Linked DNA regions of Zea mays: all the other regions are linked to region 1. The links are chromatin contacts, called in public Hi-C maps. All regions are on one chromosome and are shown on one strand. Each heading gives the region's core, a stretch centred on a gene start, on an enhancer-like site or on the middle of the called end of the contact. The rest is flanking DNA. Distances are from core to core; before and after follow the strand shown.

The links. A called contact is a pair of places that touch in the nucleus more often than the background predicts.
Region 2: a contact with region 1 is called in a Hi-C map of an unstated tissue, with 7 times the contacts expected there. The contact joins the promoter of LOC103654189 here to the promoter of LOC100272769 in region 1. A contact is called at or near these places in 2 of 25 Hi-C or Micro-C datasets (ear and an unstated tissue).
Region 3: a contact with region 1 is called in a Hi-C map of leaf, with 4 times the contacts expected there. The contact joins the promoter of LOC100282307 here to the promoter of LOC100272769 in region 1. A contact is called at or near these places in 3 of 25 Hi-C or Micro-C datasets (ear and leaf).

Annotation. Positions count from the first base shown.
Region 1 is chr4:180,797,918-180,802,714 of Zm-B73-REFERENCE-NAM-5.0, forward strand. LOC100272769 reads left to right here and starts at 2,484. Exons shown (of 10, transcript NM_001147222.1): 1 at 2,484-2,700; 2 at 2,951-3,032; 3 at 3,880-3,971; 4 at 4,126-4,203; 5 at 4,287-4,348. The coding sequence starts at 2,614. It overlaps LOC100216785 (Galactosyltransferase family protein), which reads right to left and starts at 1,051. Exons shown (of 1, transcript NM_001143184.1): 1 at 1-1,051. The coding sequence starts at 933.
Region 2 is chr4:180,444,651-180,449,447 of Zm-B73-REFERENCE-NAM-5.0, forward strand. It overlaps LOC103654189, which reads right to left and starts at 2,516. Exons shown (of 10, transcript XM_035967448.1): 1 at 2,143-2,516; 2 at 1-890. The coding sequence starts at 134.
Region 3 is chr4:181,087,635-181,092,431 of Zm-B73-REFERENCE-NAM-5.0, forward strand. It overlaps LOC100282307, which reads left to right and starts at 2,570. Exons shown (of 3, transcript NM_001155219.2): 1 at 2,570-2,922; 2 at 3,895-4,756. The coding sequence starts at 2,655. The coding sequence ends at 4,712.

The DNA.
Region 1 (4,797 bases), core at 1,234-3,733:
GCCGATGGTGGTGGGCATGAACTCGTGCTCGCACTGGTCCACGGGCACCGGGTTGAGGTAGTCGTGGATGGCCGGCTTGGCGTTGAAGCGGTTCTTCCCCTTGCCCCCGATCCTGAGCCAGAGGCCGGTGAGCATGTCCTCCGTGCCCACGCTGTGGTTGCGCGCCACGTCGGAGGTGGCGATCCACTGCACGAGGTCCCACGACAGCGCGTAGGCCATGCCGGCCATGTACTCCCGGAACGGGTCCATGCTATCGCAGGGGATGGTGGCGCCGTAGTACATGTCCTCCCGGGGCATCCCGCCCAGCGACCCCACCAGCTGCGGCAGGCGGAGGAAGATGTCGTCGTCGGCCTTCATCACGTAGTCGTACGGCTCGTCGGCGTAGAGCGCCGCCACCGCCGACAGGAACGTGTACGTCTTCCCGCCGTTGAGGTTCTCCTCGCAGCCGTCGAGCACGATGACGTCGCCGTGGGCGAGGATCTCGAGCGGCACCAGCACGCGCTGGTCGTCCTTGTACAGCCGGCAGAAGACGAAGCGGACGTCCACGTGCGCCGCGAGCCCACCCGGCGACGCGAGCTGCAGCCCGTACACCATGCGCAGCAGGTGCCGCCGCTCGTACAGGTCCGCGCGGGTCAGCACGCCGATGAGCAGCCGGAACTCGGGCTTCCGGACCGCCGCCGGCTCCGCGGCTGCCGGGCCGCACGCGCTCAGCATCGCCTGCAGCTCGAACTCCTTGGGATACACGAAGAGGAAGATGAAGGCCAGGAGCAGGAGCGGCAGGAGGACCAGCGCCTTGCTGGAGGCTGACAGCCTGGGGAGGCCGCCTCCACCGCCGCCGTGCCTCTGCTTCGTGCCGACCTGCTGGAGCGCGTCTTTGCCGTTGCCCATGAACGACTTGAGCAAATTCTTCTTCTTCGGCGGCGGCGGTGGCATATCGAATTGCAGGCAATGAGGCAGATAAAAAAGCGCACACACAGTCGTCGTCGCCTGATATGACGGTAGGCTGCTATACTGACATGGAAGGCAGCTGAAGGGGAAGCAGAGTCGGTTCTTTTTGCCGGTGGTGAGAACTGGGAAGCTTAGCCAGCACGGAAATGGCGACGCCTTTATTGCCTAGAGGTTGGCGAGGGTGAGGCGCGGAGTCCGTGCGTGGGAATGGAGAGGTAGGCGCGGCATGCGAGGTCTCGTCTCGGGCGAACGTAACGTAGCCCGGTGGGGTCAATGACGACGTTTGCATGCAGATGCAGTGAGCGAGATGCGTGGCTCGATTTGTCAACACTCACCTTGCGTGAAGAACAAATTAACGAACGAATTGGGGACGTACTTCCGGGGATTTGGAACTTCGCGTGCCATCTCTGGCTGCGATAATCGCAACGCCCCATGCGGAGGCCAAAGCAGTGCCATGTGGTACGCAACGTCAACGGATGGCTGGGGCGTTGGGCTAGCACATAGCAGCTGGCCTGTGTGGGAGCTGATCACGTAAAATAAGAGATTTATATGTTAAATTATATTGTTTATAGGTGATTTGTACGCAGTAGCGGGCCTAGGATTTTGTTAAGGATATGCCATAATAATTTTTTACACTATTTATAATAACTCATGTATAATTTAGTATTCTATTGGTTGGTTGGCTTATAAATGGACCTATATGTATACTAAGTATGTGCTCGTTAGGGCTGGAAAATTAGCTCGAGGCTCGCGAGCCGGCTCGAGCTCGGAGCGGCTCGGCTCGGCTCGGAGCGGCTCGCGAGCCTCGAACGAGCCGAGCCTCTTCTTCAAGCTCGTTTTTGTAGCGAGCCGAGCTGAGCCAGCTCGCGAGCCTTGAAAAAATGATGAATTTATGGAATAATAATGCATATTAGATAATTTTATGGATAATAGCTCATTTTTTAGTCTTTGATGATGAATATATAATGTTAATTCACCAAATAATGCAACGATAAGTACCAGAATATGGCTCGCGAGCCGAGCCGAGCCGGCTCGCGAGCCAAGGTCGAGCCGAGCCGAGCCGAGCTCGTTCAGTCACCGAGCCACGAGAGTAAAAAAATAGTATGAAATATATATACGGAACGACAAATATCACTATGATATGAAAAACTCGTGTTACAGTTAATATTATATTGACGATATAAATATATAATATTATTATAAATATGCCGACCCAAATAGATTAAATTGATGTCAAACAAACATTAACAATATCGTATAAATTGTTTCTAAAGAGTCATTATAGAATTTTTAATGATATGTTAATATGTCGACCATCATATATTAATCTAATCTTAGGTCTCTCTTGTATTGTATGTTTTTGCAGTCATGACATATAGAAATACTGTGATAATTTGATGTTATATAGCAAAAAAAAAATGTACATTTCCAAGCTTAATATCTTTCAATGTTACTTATCCAATCCCACGGTGTACGATAGGCAAAGCAATATCTAGCTGCGTCCGATCGATCAGTCACACGGTGTACAAAGGTCCCTTGGTCAAGTGTAAAGAAAGAACACCGATAAAACGCCGTCGAACTACTCCGGACGGGAAGCACCTCCAATCCCCTCGCCCCCACGGACCCTCGCCGCCGGGGAAGCGCCGCTCGCTCAGGAGGACAGCCATGGCGCCGGAGCCGGAGGATGATATTATGAACGAGAAGAATCCCCGCCCGCTCGACGAGGACGACATCGCGCTCCTCAAAACCTATGTGCGTGCCTCGACCCTCGTTTGGATCTCTCTGATCTCGTGGATCTAGGGTTCTTTGGTGATTTTGTATTGGGGTAGGGCTTAGGAGTTGTGTTCCCTCGTGGCTCAGGCTTGAGATCGGTTTAGGGTTTTGATTTCGTCTGTCGTTTGTGACGGCATCGTGCTTTTACCAGATTTAGGTCACCGTGTGTGATTTGAGGGGAAGAAGCTGCTGGTTTTTGCTAATTTTAGTTCGCTGGATGCTGCTGCAGGGGCTTGGGCCGTACTCGACTAGCATTAAGAAGGTCGAGAAGGAGATCAAGGAAATGGCCAAGAAAATCAATGACCTTTGTGGTGAGTGATAATTCTATTATGATCTTTTTGGTGTGGCGATGGAGATGTAGGGCAGTTTGTTTCTGAGTCGGTCCTAAGGATAGGTTTCATCACTTCGTGGCATTTTATTCATCTTCTAGCTTAGACTGTTGAGTTATTACACTGAGAATTAAATTCACCTGGAAGCACTTGTTTCAGCTGGCTGTTTACTTGCAGCTAATAGGAAGTTTCATTTACTAGTTTGGGAACTCCATTTCCCAAGGGATTTTTATTTCCCCAAGGGAAAATGAACTAATTTCCCTTGTGAAAATGAAAATCTCTTGGAAAAATAGGGTTGCCAAACTAGCCCTTACTTGAGGATCTCACATATAGTTATTCAAATGGTTAAGGTGTAGCTATGTATTATTTTAGTGTGTTAACTTGAAACATTATAGTTTACTATATTTTTTCTCAACGAGGGTAAAAATTGATGCAATTTGTATCTTTAGTCGATGACTCTGTGGTTTTAGCACGGAACTGCTGTTATATTTACCATGCACTGTAGATAATTGACATGTTATTAACTTAATACTCCCTTCGTTCCAAATTATAAAACATTTTGGCTTTTCAAGATACATATGTTTTGTTATGCACTTGGATGAACATTATGTCTAGATACATAAAAACAATGTATCTAGAGAAGCCAAAACGTCTTATAATTTGGAATGGAGGGAGTAGTGTAGTAAGATGAATTGGCTATGAGATCACTTCATATGTCTGGTCTTTTCTATTTTGTTCTATGTTGTTCTGCAATTTATCAGTTTGTTTTAATGCTAGGAAGGTCCTTTTGAATCAGCATACCTGAGATGTGTTCTTATACTAAATGCAGGTATAAAGGAGTCTGATACAGGGTTGGCTCCACCTAGCCAGTGGGATTTGGTTTCAGATAAACAGATGATGCAAGAAGAACAACCGTTACAAGTATATTAAATGACCCTGATATTGTGTTACTTCGTAGATTTTACTTTTACAGCTTTGAGTTATGACCTACCATGCATGATAGTTGGTAGAAATCTTTTTGGTTTCAATTTTACATGTGCTAGTGCATTAATAACTTCTCTTTCTCTTTCTGCAGGTGGCAAGGTGTACAAAGATCATAAGCCCTAATACGGATGATGCCAAATATGTTATAAATGTAAAACAAATCGCAAAAGTATGCCATGCTCGTGTCATTTTTCTCATCTCATGCCACCTAGAATTTGTGCAGCTTTTTATGCCTTGTAATGAATCCTGCAGTTTGTTGTTGGACTGGGGGATAAAGTGTCTCCAACTGACATCGAGGAAGGGATGAGGGTCGGGTATGCCACCCTGTATTTTCAGTTTAAGCTTTCTCTGTTTAGTATATCAATACTTAGTCCTTCATTTCTACTACAGCACTGTGATGCATTTATGTGCTCATGCTAAATGTATACTATAGTTTCCAATAATTATTTGTAAGGAAATGATATGCTATCATGCGAGCTGCATTTCTTATGAGAATAATGCTTATTGATGTGATTTATTAGAAGCCTTAAAAAACAATGGCCATTCATGTAGTGATTGCCATGTCCCTAGAAAAATGTCATAGACTTACATGATTGACATAGATGGGAAACATTGTTTTATTGAATCAACTGTACGTTTAACTCCATGACTTGGCAGACATGTAGTATTTTCTGAAAATCATTATTGAATCTAGTACACCTCTTTGTATTTTTAGTAATCTTTGAGTAGGGCTATTGAATCTAGTAATCTTTGCTAGGGTATA
Region 2 (4,797 bases), core at 1,266-3,765, 350 kb before region 1:
TCGCCACCAACATATCGAAGACAGCCATCAAGTGGTCGGGGAAGGATACTACCTCCAAAGCTGCAGAGGAACTTGGCCATGCGTGGTGCCCCCTCAGCCTCAGAGATGCCTGGGGCAGCGGCAGAGGGCGCCATAGTTGTGTCAGAGAGACTGTAATCAAGTTGGTGTGGATAGGTTCACTGGATCAGCACTACTAAGTCTCAGTATATCAGACGACTGAAATCCAGCAAGTCCTATGCCCAGCACCAATTAGCTACTTCCTGTTGGAAGGGGGAAAACAGTTATTAGTGCATTAAAAGGAAGGCAGCAAAAAGGTGAAGTGTGCATCCCCATCACCCAGATAACTGATCTACACGAAACTCCGTCACCAAATCACACAGTTACCACAAAGCATATAGGAGTGCTTTATTCTGCAAGTCCATCCAATGGCACCTTAGGAAATCCTAAGGCTACCGCATACCTAGTTCTCCGGCGATTTTCCACAAAAAAACAAGGACCACCAATAATGAAGGATCCCAAAAAAAATGCAAAAGTCATCTGCTGTCATGGGCAGGGGGGCAAAGTGGGTCGTGGCCCCACCTCAAATTTTTTCTATCCTTATATATACGTTGAATATACTGCAAAATTGGAAATAAAAATAGCAAGTATATGGGACCAAAATTGCAGTGAGCAGCCCACTTCCACCGTCCTGGCCCACAATCCAACTCCACGGTCTGCTAAAACAGCCCACGCTCGGCCCGCTCAACGCGTCGCCCTGCTTGGCCTACCATTCAAGTTCCATGAGCTGCAGCACCGGCCACCGCCCAACCAATCCACGGTATCTTTCCCTCTTGCTCTCTCGGTCTTTCCCATTTCATGTCTTCTTGCAACATTTGTTCTTGTTCCCGGACCTGTTTATAACTAAATTAGAATAGCATTTGATGATTATTATTCCTATCTGTTTAGATAAATAAGGAGATTTTTACAACCACTTTCAAGGGGTTGTGCCACCGGTGATTAGGACAATAACAATGCGAAAGATATGCTTATTGCGTAAATAGGAATTTCAGAACAATCAAATATTGGAAGGGTATCTAATCCGGATGAAATAGTTGTAGATCCAGCATTAAAACGACAAATTGATGAGTATGGTAAAAATGTTCAAGATGAAGGCGAGAAGGGCGTACTTTTTTAAAGGTTTGTGAGTTGTGACAACCAAGAACTTAGATTTGCCCCGCATACATTTTTAAGAACATGTGAGAATTACGATTGGTTGGAGTATGACGAGTCAAAGGATACATCTTATTGCTTTTATTGCTTTCTTTTTAAGCAACTAGGAAAGGGTGACAAATATGAAGCTAAAAACTAGAAGGATACAATTGCCTCAGTCAACTAAAACAAGATTGATAGCCTCGTGGTATATTTGCTTTGCTTCTTCTTGTTTATATATTTTTTTATTTTTCTTCATTCAAATTCTAACTTTTATTATACGATCACTCGTTTCTATATGTATTATTACATTTGTTTTACGGTATTGTCTGGTTATTTTGTGATTTTGTTTGGTCCCACGTGAATTCCTGTCATGCGACTGTCTGCTGTCGAGGAGGGAAAGAAAGCCCCCAACTTTGATCCCACACAAGTTGAGCCTTCACTGATCTCTAACAATGACCTAAATTCCTTTTTCTTAGATAATGGAACGAGGTTCCAGTCTCTCTACGTCGTTCGACAACGTATACAGCTGCATGACCTATAAACTCCTATCAATCCAGATACGTAAGAAACGAAGTTGACGCATGCCGAACAACTTTCCGTTACAATAGCCAAGCAACGCGAGCGCGTGCTGAAATCAGAGGCCAGCGATCAGACTCCAAAAAAAAACATGGAATGAGCTCGAGCGATCTCGCTGGAGCACCCCGAGCGGAGCTGCAGAACCGCATGCCACGACTCCCACGAATCTCATTCTCGACCCACCCTCTCCCGCAAAACCTCAAACTGCCACCCCGCACCAAATAGCAACCACTCCTGAATCCCCCCGGAGTAAGGGGAAGGGCCAAAACGAACGGAGAGACGTGCGAGCAGAACAAAATAAAACTACTGATGAGCAGCAAACAATTCGGAGAATCCACGAGAGAGAGAGAGAGAGAGAGAGAGAGAGAGGAGCACCTGGCGGCGATCCGGGGCCACGCGAGCACGAGCAGCCAATTGCGGAGCGCGAGGCGGTGGAGAAGGAGAGACCCGAGGAAGAGTCGAGAAGGGAGGGTGGAGGGGGGATATTCCCATCCTCGGGGGACAGGGATCATGTCACGCGGGCCTCCAGGGCGAGGAAAGCCGCCGCCATTGGGCGCTGGGGCTCGTCGGCGCCGGTCTGGGTCGAGGCGGTGCGGCTCCGGGTCGGGTGGGGTCGAGAGAACTCGAGATCGATAGGTGGGGAAGGGTGGCAGTGGCTGGGAGGACACGCGGCTCTCCTTTCTGTTATTTTTGGTCTCGGGCTTGCCTGGGTGTTGCGGCGGCACACGCTACGGAAACAGAACAGTCACGTACGGCGATGATGCCCAGGCGTCGTTTCATAGACTGGGGTGCGGCTACTAGTTAGCGATGAAAACGATCGCGAACGGTCGAAAAAAAAAGACTCTAACCATTTTTTTATTTATAATTTTTATCTAAAAACAAAAAAGGAATTTAGAACGCTAATACACTAGTGAAGAAAACGGAAACGGCTATGTCCAAAATCGAGAGTAGAACCAGGACTGTCTCTGCGTCTAGACGCGTACTCGATTTATATATAGAATAGCATTCGAATAATTAAAGGTATTTGAAAACCAGTTTACTTTCTTGTTAAACTCAGATGACGTAAAGTCTTCAGATGATTATGATCTTTAAAAAAAGTTGCACTGCTTTTATAGAAACTTTTTCTCATGCCAACTCATCTTACGTTGATATTAATAATTTTTTTAGGATTTTCTCATCCTATTTTTATCCCAGTGGCGGACGCACCTCCGTGGGCATGCGCTCGGGCTCCATCCGTATACAGTATACGATATACCGTATACCAGGGGCGGACCGACGTTAGGAGCAGTGGCCTCCACTCAATTTTGTTTATTTAGTGGAAGTTTTACCTTATTTCCAATAGAATATGTAGACCGTTGGTCAAAATCAACAACAGCAAACACATTTTAGGTTGCCCTTCCATTTCTACCAATGTACCTAATTTGGTCACGTGAGGGTGGTACTGCTGCAACGTGAGTGTCATCTATTGCACCAATGCAATCTTTGAAAAAAGGCATCATCCTATTGTTGGAAATTGCTATCGGTCGCAAGAAAGCCAACGGGGGTGAACAGTGTGGACAGTAGGGTTACGCGTGAGATGGCAAACAGCTCTGTTTTCTCCGGCCTCTCACGGGCACTGTGCGGGGGTATTTATAGGTACCTGAACGCCCAGCGCCCTGTGTTAAGGACGCATGTGCCCTCAGCTACCTAGGTTATCCCCAGAATATTCCCATAAAGCAGGGTTACAGACTGTAATTACAGGGATGCCTTTACAAATTAGGCCCGTAACACGCGGCGGCCACGCAGGGCCCGTTACAATGGGCCGGATCGCACGTGGGCCTCTGAGCTGGACGAGGCCGCACTGTGGGATGCCTTCGTCGCCGGTCTTCGTCTGGTGCCGATCAAGCGAAGGGTGTCCCTGCCTGCTCTGTCTGTCAGAGCAGCGGCTAAGCAGCGGAGACTTCGAGCGAAGGGTGGCGTTTCTGCCTTCGCTCCAACATCTGCCCTCCGAGGGACCAGTTCGACAAAGTCACCTGGTGCCGAAGACGTCGCTAGATGGCGGAGACGTTTCCCTCGCTCGAAGTGGTTCCGCGGGGGTTTTTGATGTGACCGTTGATTGACCGCGTACTGTTGGATTGCGGGTTTCCCGAAGCGCCGCGCTCTGTTGGATTGCGGGTTTCCCGAAGAGCCGCGCCCTGCCTATAAAAGGGGGCGGGGGCCGGCGCTTTTTGAACTTTACTTTTGTGCGCTCCGCGAAACCCTAGCCGCCCGTCGTCTTGCTGCTCGTCTGCCCGCCGTGCTCTTGTTCGCCGGAGATCTGGCGCGAGTGAAGCAGACTGTCCGCCGCCGCCGACGGTACGTAGCGATGCCGTCTTCCTCTTCTTCCGCTGCCGCTACGCCGCCGGCCGGTTCCTCGCCGCCGGCCGCCGCCTCGTCGGAGGAGACGCTGAGCAGTTTGATGCCGGAGGAGTTGCGCGCCGGCGATTCCGTTGATTTCGGCGTGTCGCGAATGTCATCGGCCCGCGTGGAGGATATGCAGCGTTTGGGCTACTTCGGCGGTGGAGTTGCCCGTGCCCCGGGGACGGAGAAAGTCCCCGAGCCGGAGGGCGAGTTGGTTGTTTTCGAGGCGTTTTTTCGCCGCCGGTCTCCGCTTGCCTGCGCATCGGTTTGTTGGCGAAGTCCTGCGCAGGTTCAACGTGCAAATACATCAGCTGACGCCGAATGTTGTGGTGGCCCTGTCGAAGTATGTATGGGCGACGACTTCGTACGGCGGACAGCCATCGGTCGAAGTTTTTGCGAAGCATTATTGTTTACACTGGCAGAAGAGGATGATCGGGGACGAAGTTGCTCAGTTTGGGTCCTGCACATTCACGCCGAAGACCGGCAAGACCACGATGCCAGTAGTCGAGTTGGTCCCTTGCGCCCGCAACAAGTGGGGCAACTGGAACGAATTTTGGTTTTACGTTGCTGAGGGTACCGTCGAAGGCCACGAGGGACTTCCCGTGTCCGAGATGTGCTCTCATTTTTACTCGGCGTACCCGCCCTTTGAAG
Region 3 (4,797 bases), core at 1,320-3,819, 290 kb after region 1:
GACGGACCTGGCGGTGAGGCGGGCGAGCTCCCTGTGGAGCGCCACCGTCGCTCGATCATGGTGGAGCGCCACCGTCGGTCGCCTGCCTCGAGGCGACACCGCTGTTGGCCCCAGGATCACCGCCGCTCGCACGCCCGAGGGAACCGCCGCCGCCGCTAAAACCTAATCCCTGGCGGCGTGGGGTGTTTTTATAGTGTCAGTGTGGGACTGAATAATTGAACGCGTGGGCCGGATCGTGGGCCTGATGCACGTAATATGCGCAGACTATATTTGCATAAACTGATACACACATCAGCATAACTCGTATTATAATTTAGCGTAAGCACAGTTAGGTACAATAAGCCAAAAAGGGTCTGGTGCGGTCTGCGCACTTGGTCAGGGCTTCCTGTAGTTAAATAGAGCCTAGGGCTCTAAATACTATATCTATCTATATATATATATTAATAAATATTATGGAGGTTGTCTTCCTAAATTTCAATGTTCCAAAATTGACATTGAAACTTTGGATGCCAAAGCATTAATGGGCAATCAACTAGACTGATAGTAGATTTAAGATGTGCATTTATAAAACTCCAATCTAATGAGGGGCAATATTAAAATGCTCTATTCTTTTCCATATGTAACCTTATGGCTTCCACTTGATGCTTCTGGTGAACGATGTGGGCCCACCATGTGTTATAGCACTTATGTGCCCACAAGTTGTGCCAAGGCAACCATTTATTTTATGATCGTACCTTAGTCATGTTAAAGTGACATGGTTTTATCGAAAATGCTCAACGTCTATTTCCATAATTAACTGTTTTGCTGCTAGTTTTGTTTACAGAACATGAGGCGTCTAAAATTACGTCTGCTAGTCACGTGACCAAAGAAATTAGAGAGAATGGTGATGTACCCCTTGTCATGAAGACACAACTTTAACACATGTTTAGTAGTTCTATTTGCATTGGCGCAATATATGGAACATCTATTTTTCACCATATGGGTTATAATTATGTTGTACTATATTTATAATTTTTTTGAAGGCTGTTTTCCCTAAAATTTTGATATCCAAAGTTGAAATTGGAGCATTGAATACTAAAATATTAATGGATAATCACCTAGACTAAGAGTAAATTTATGGCGCACCTTTGTAAAACTATAATCTAGTCAATGGCGATATGAAAATGTCATAGTCCTTTTTATCTTCCAGTTATCACACCATTGTTACTATAGCTCTCTCGTTTCTATCCTCATGACTTCCACTTGATGCTTCTACCAAATGATGTTGGGCTCCACTATGTGTTTTGGCACTTATGTGCTCGAAGATTATGCCAAGGCAACCGTTTGTTTCATGATGCCTTAGGCATGCGAAATTGGCATAGTTTTTTATGGCAATGACCGACGTCCATTTTCTCGATTAAATGTTTTCTATTGGCTTTGTTCACAAAAAATGAGGTACCATCGAAATCACGTTTGCTAGTCATGTGATAAATATTAATTAGAGAAAATGGTGATGTACCCCTTCACAGAAGACACAATTTTGGCACATATTTAATAGTTCTATTTGCATAGGTGCATCATATGGAACACCTATTTTTCATTGTATGGGGTTATAATTATGCTATAATATATATTAATAAATATGGTGGATGTCGTTTTCTAAACATTCCAATGCTTCAAATTTGACATTGAAGATATGGATGTCAAAGCATTAATGGCTAATCACCTAAACTGTGAGTAGATTTAAGGTGTGCCTTTGTAAAACTCCAATCTAGTGAGGGGCAATATTAAAATGTCCTAGTCCTTTCTATCTTCCGGCTATCGCACCGTTGTTACTATAGCTTTTCCGTTTCTAACCCAGTGGCTTCCGCTTGACGCTCTACCGAATGATTTGGGCCCCATGTGTTTGGGCACTTATGTGCCCGCAAATTATGCCAAGACAACCATTTATTTTATGACCTTACCTTAGACATGTGAAAGTGACGTAGTTTTATCGACAACACTCGACGTCCGTTTCCACAATTAAATGTCTGTTGCTGGTTTTGTTTGCAAAACATGAGGCGTATGTTTGCTAGTCATGTGACTAATTAGAGAGAATGATGATGTAGCCCTTGATATGAAGGCACAACTTTGGCACATATTTATTAGTTATATTCGCATCAACACAATATATGGAACACCTATTTTTCGTCGCATGGGGTATAGTTATGCTACATTATGTTAATAAATATTTTAGAGGTTGTTTTTTTATAAAATCTCAATACTCTAAAGTTGACATCGGAGCATTGGATATCAAAGTATTAATGTCTAATCATCTAGATTGAGAGTAGATTTTGAGATGTACCTCTGCAGACCTCTACATCCACGAAGGAGCAATTTCGCAAATATACTAGTCCTAGCTATCTTCTGCCTACTTTGTACCATTATTGCTGTAGCTTTCCGTTTCGCCTCCGTCGACTGACGTGTGGACCCCATCGCACCTCCCTCCCTCTCCCTCTCCCCCCCCCCACCCCCACGCGCCTGGCCGCCTGCAGACTGTGCCAGTGGCGGCCAGCCAATATATAGGGCCCACGCCCCGTCCGCGCTCTCCAAAGTTTCGTCCACCATTTCGCTCTCGCAAGTCGCAAGCCACCGATTTGTTTACAGGCGCCGGAGCTCCCGACGACGACTGAGCCATGTGCGGCGGCGCGATCCTTGCCGAGCTCCGCGAGCCGGCGCCGCGCCGGCTCACGGAGCGGGACATCTGGCAGCAGAAGAAGAAGCCCAAGAGGGGCGGCGCCGGCGGGAGGCGCTCGTTCGCGGCGGAAGACGATGAGGACTTCGAGGCCGACTTCGAGGACTTTGAAGCCGACTCCGGTGATTCGGATTTGGAGCTCGGGGAAGGGGCTGACGACGACGTCATCGAGATCAAGCCCTTCGCCGCCAAGAGTACTTTCTCCAGAGGTATTGGCTCAAGCTCGAGGCGGCTTATTTTCTATGGCTGTATATGTATTTTTTGCGTTTGATTGATGCGGACGACTAGAATCTACGAGTTAGTTGAGGAATTTTAAGGGGGCTGGTACGGTGCGCGTTTGAGGTGCGACTCGGTGGTTGGAATGGACCGGGGACGAAGAAAGAAAAAAGCGAGGGGATTTGTGTTTACTATTTAGATTAAGTTTTGGCTTGTAGGGGATTCTGCAACTTATTAGATGATTTTATGGTATCCGATTGGGATGAAGTCTGTCGCTTTCTTTTTCATTCGAGTTACAATTCTGTAATGGGCAAAATAGTCTGTTTTGGTTGCCCACCTGGGAGTCGTGGGAACACAACTCGGTTCTTCGAGTGTTGGATCTGGGCGTTCCACCGTTTGTGCATGATTAGTTACATTAGATGCATATTATTTAAATAGTTCTGAACTTGTGGTATCACTTGATATGTCTGTAGCCTATGAATTTTCGTGGGGATTGTTCTAGACTCTTTTAAACTACCCTACGCGATTTATGGTGTTGAGCTTGAGCACATGATTATATATTCACATGCATCTGCTGTTTATATGGTTCCTTGTATGATTGTATTTCGTTGCAAGTAATGAAGAGTCACTAGGCCTGATTAATTGTCCAAATGCTTGCAGTTTGCAAAGTTTAGGAAGGTCAGATTTCTGGTCCCGTGTCTGCAAATGGGTTCTAATGTGCAGTATCGTCTATAGTGGAAGTTTTAGATATGATTGCATAATAATGATTTATTTGATGGCACCAGGGTTGTGTAGAATCTTGGGCTTTCATATTTATCGTGTTTTGAACTGTGCTTTCTGCAAATATGAAATAGATGCGCATGGAGAATGTTAATTTTGGTTGTGATGTTGCTTCATAACTCAATATGCATATATATCATTGACAGAGGCAATGTTACTAAGGTTTGATTCTTTCCTGCTTGCAGATGGCTTAAGCACCATGACTACTGCTGGTTATGATGCCCCTGCAGCAAGGTTGGCCAAAAGGAAGAGGAAGAATCAATACAGGGGTATCCGCCAGCGCCCTTGGGGTAAGTGGGCTGCTGAGATCAGAGATCCCCAGAAGGGCGTTCGTGTTTGGCTTGGTACTTTCAATAGTCCGGAGGAAGCTGCAAGAGCTTATGATGCTGAAGCGCGCAGGATTCGTGGCAAGAAGGCCAAGGTTAACTTTCCTGATGCACCAGCAGTTGGTCAGAAGTGCCGTTCTAGTTCAGCTTCTGCTAAAGCACTCAAGTCATGTGTTGAACAGAAGCCAATTGTCAAAACAGATATGAACATCCTTGCCAACACAAATGCACCCTTCTACCAATCTGTTAACTACGCATCCAACAATCCATTTGTTCCAGCAATGAACTCTACTGTTTCTTTTGAGGATCCTATCATGAATCTGCACTCTGACCAGGGAAGTAACTCCCTTGGCTGCTCAGACTTGGGCTGGGAGAATGATACTAAGACACCAGACATCACATCCATTGCTCCCATTCCCACTATTGCTGAAGGCGATGAGTCTGTATTTGTCAACTCCAATTCAAACAGCTCGATGGTGCCTCCTGTCCTGGAGAACAATGCTGTTGATCTCACTGATGGGCTGACAGATTTGGAATCCTATATGAGGTTTCTTATGGATGGCGGTGCAAGTGATTCAATTGATAGCCTTCTGAACCTTGATGGATCACAGGATCTTGGTAGCAATATGGACCTCTGGACCTTCGATGACATGCCCATCGCTGGCGATTTCTTCTGAGGAATTTGAAGCTTGGCCATAGGACTATGTACATAGGGACTAGGGTAAGCATCGGCGTCTGCAAATTTCTCTGAAGTTACATTCC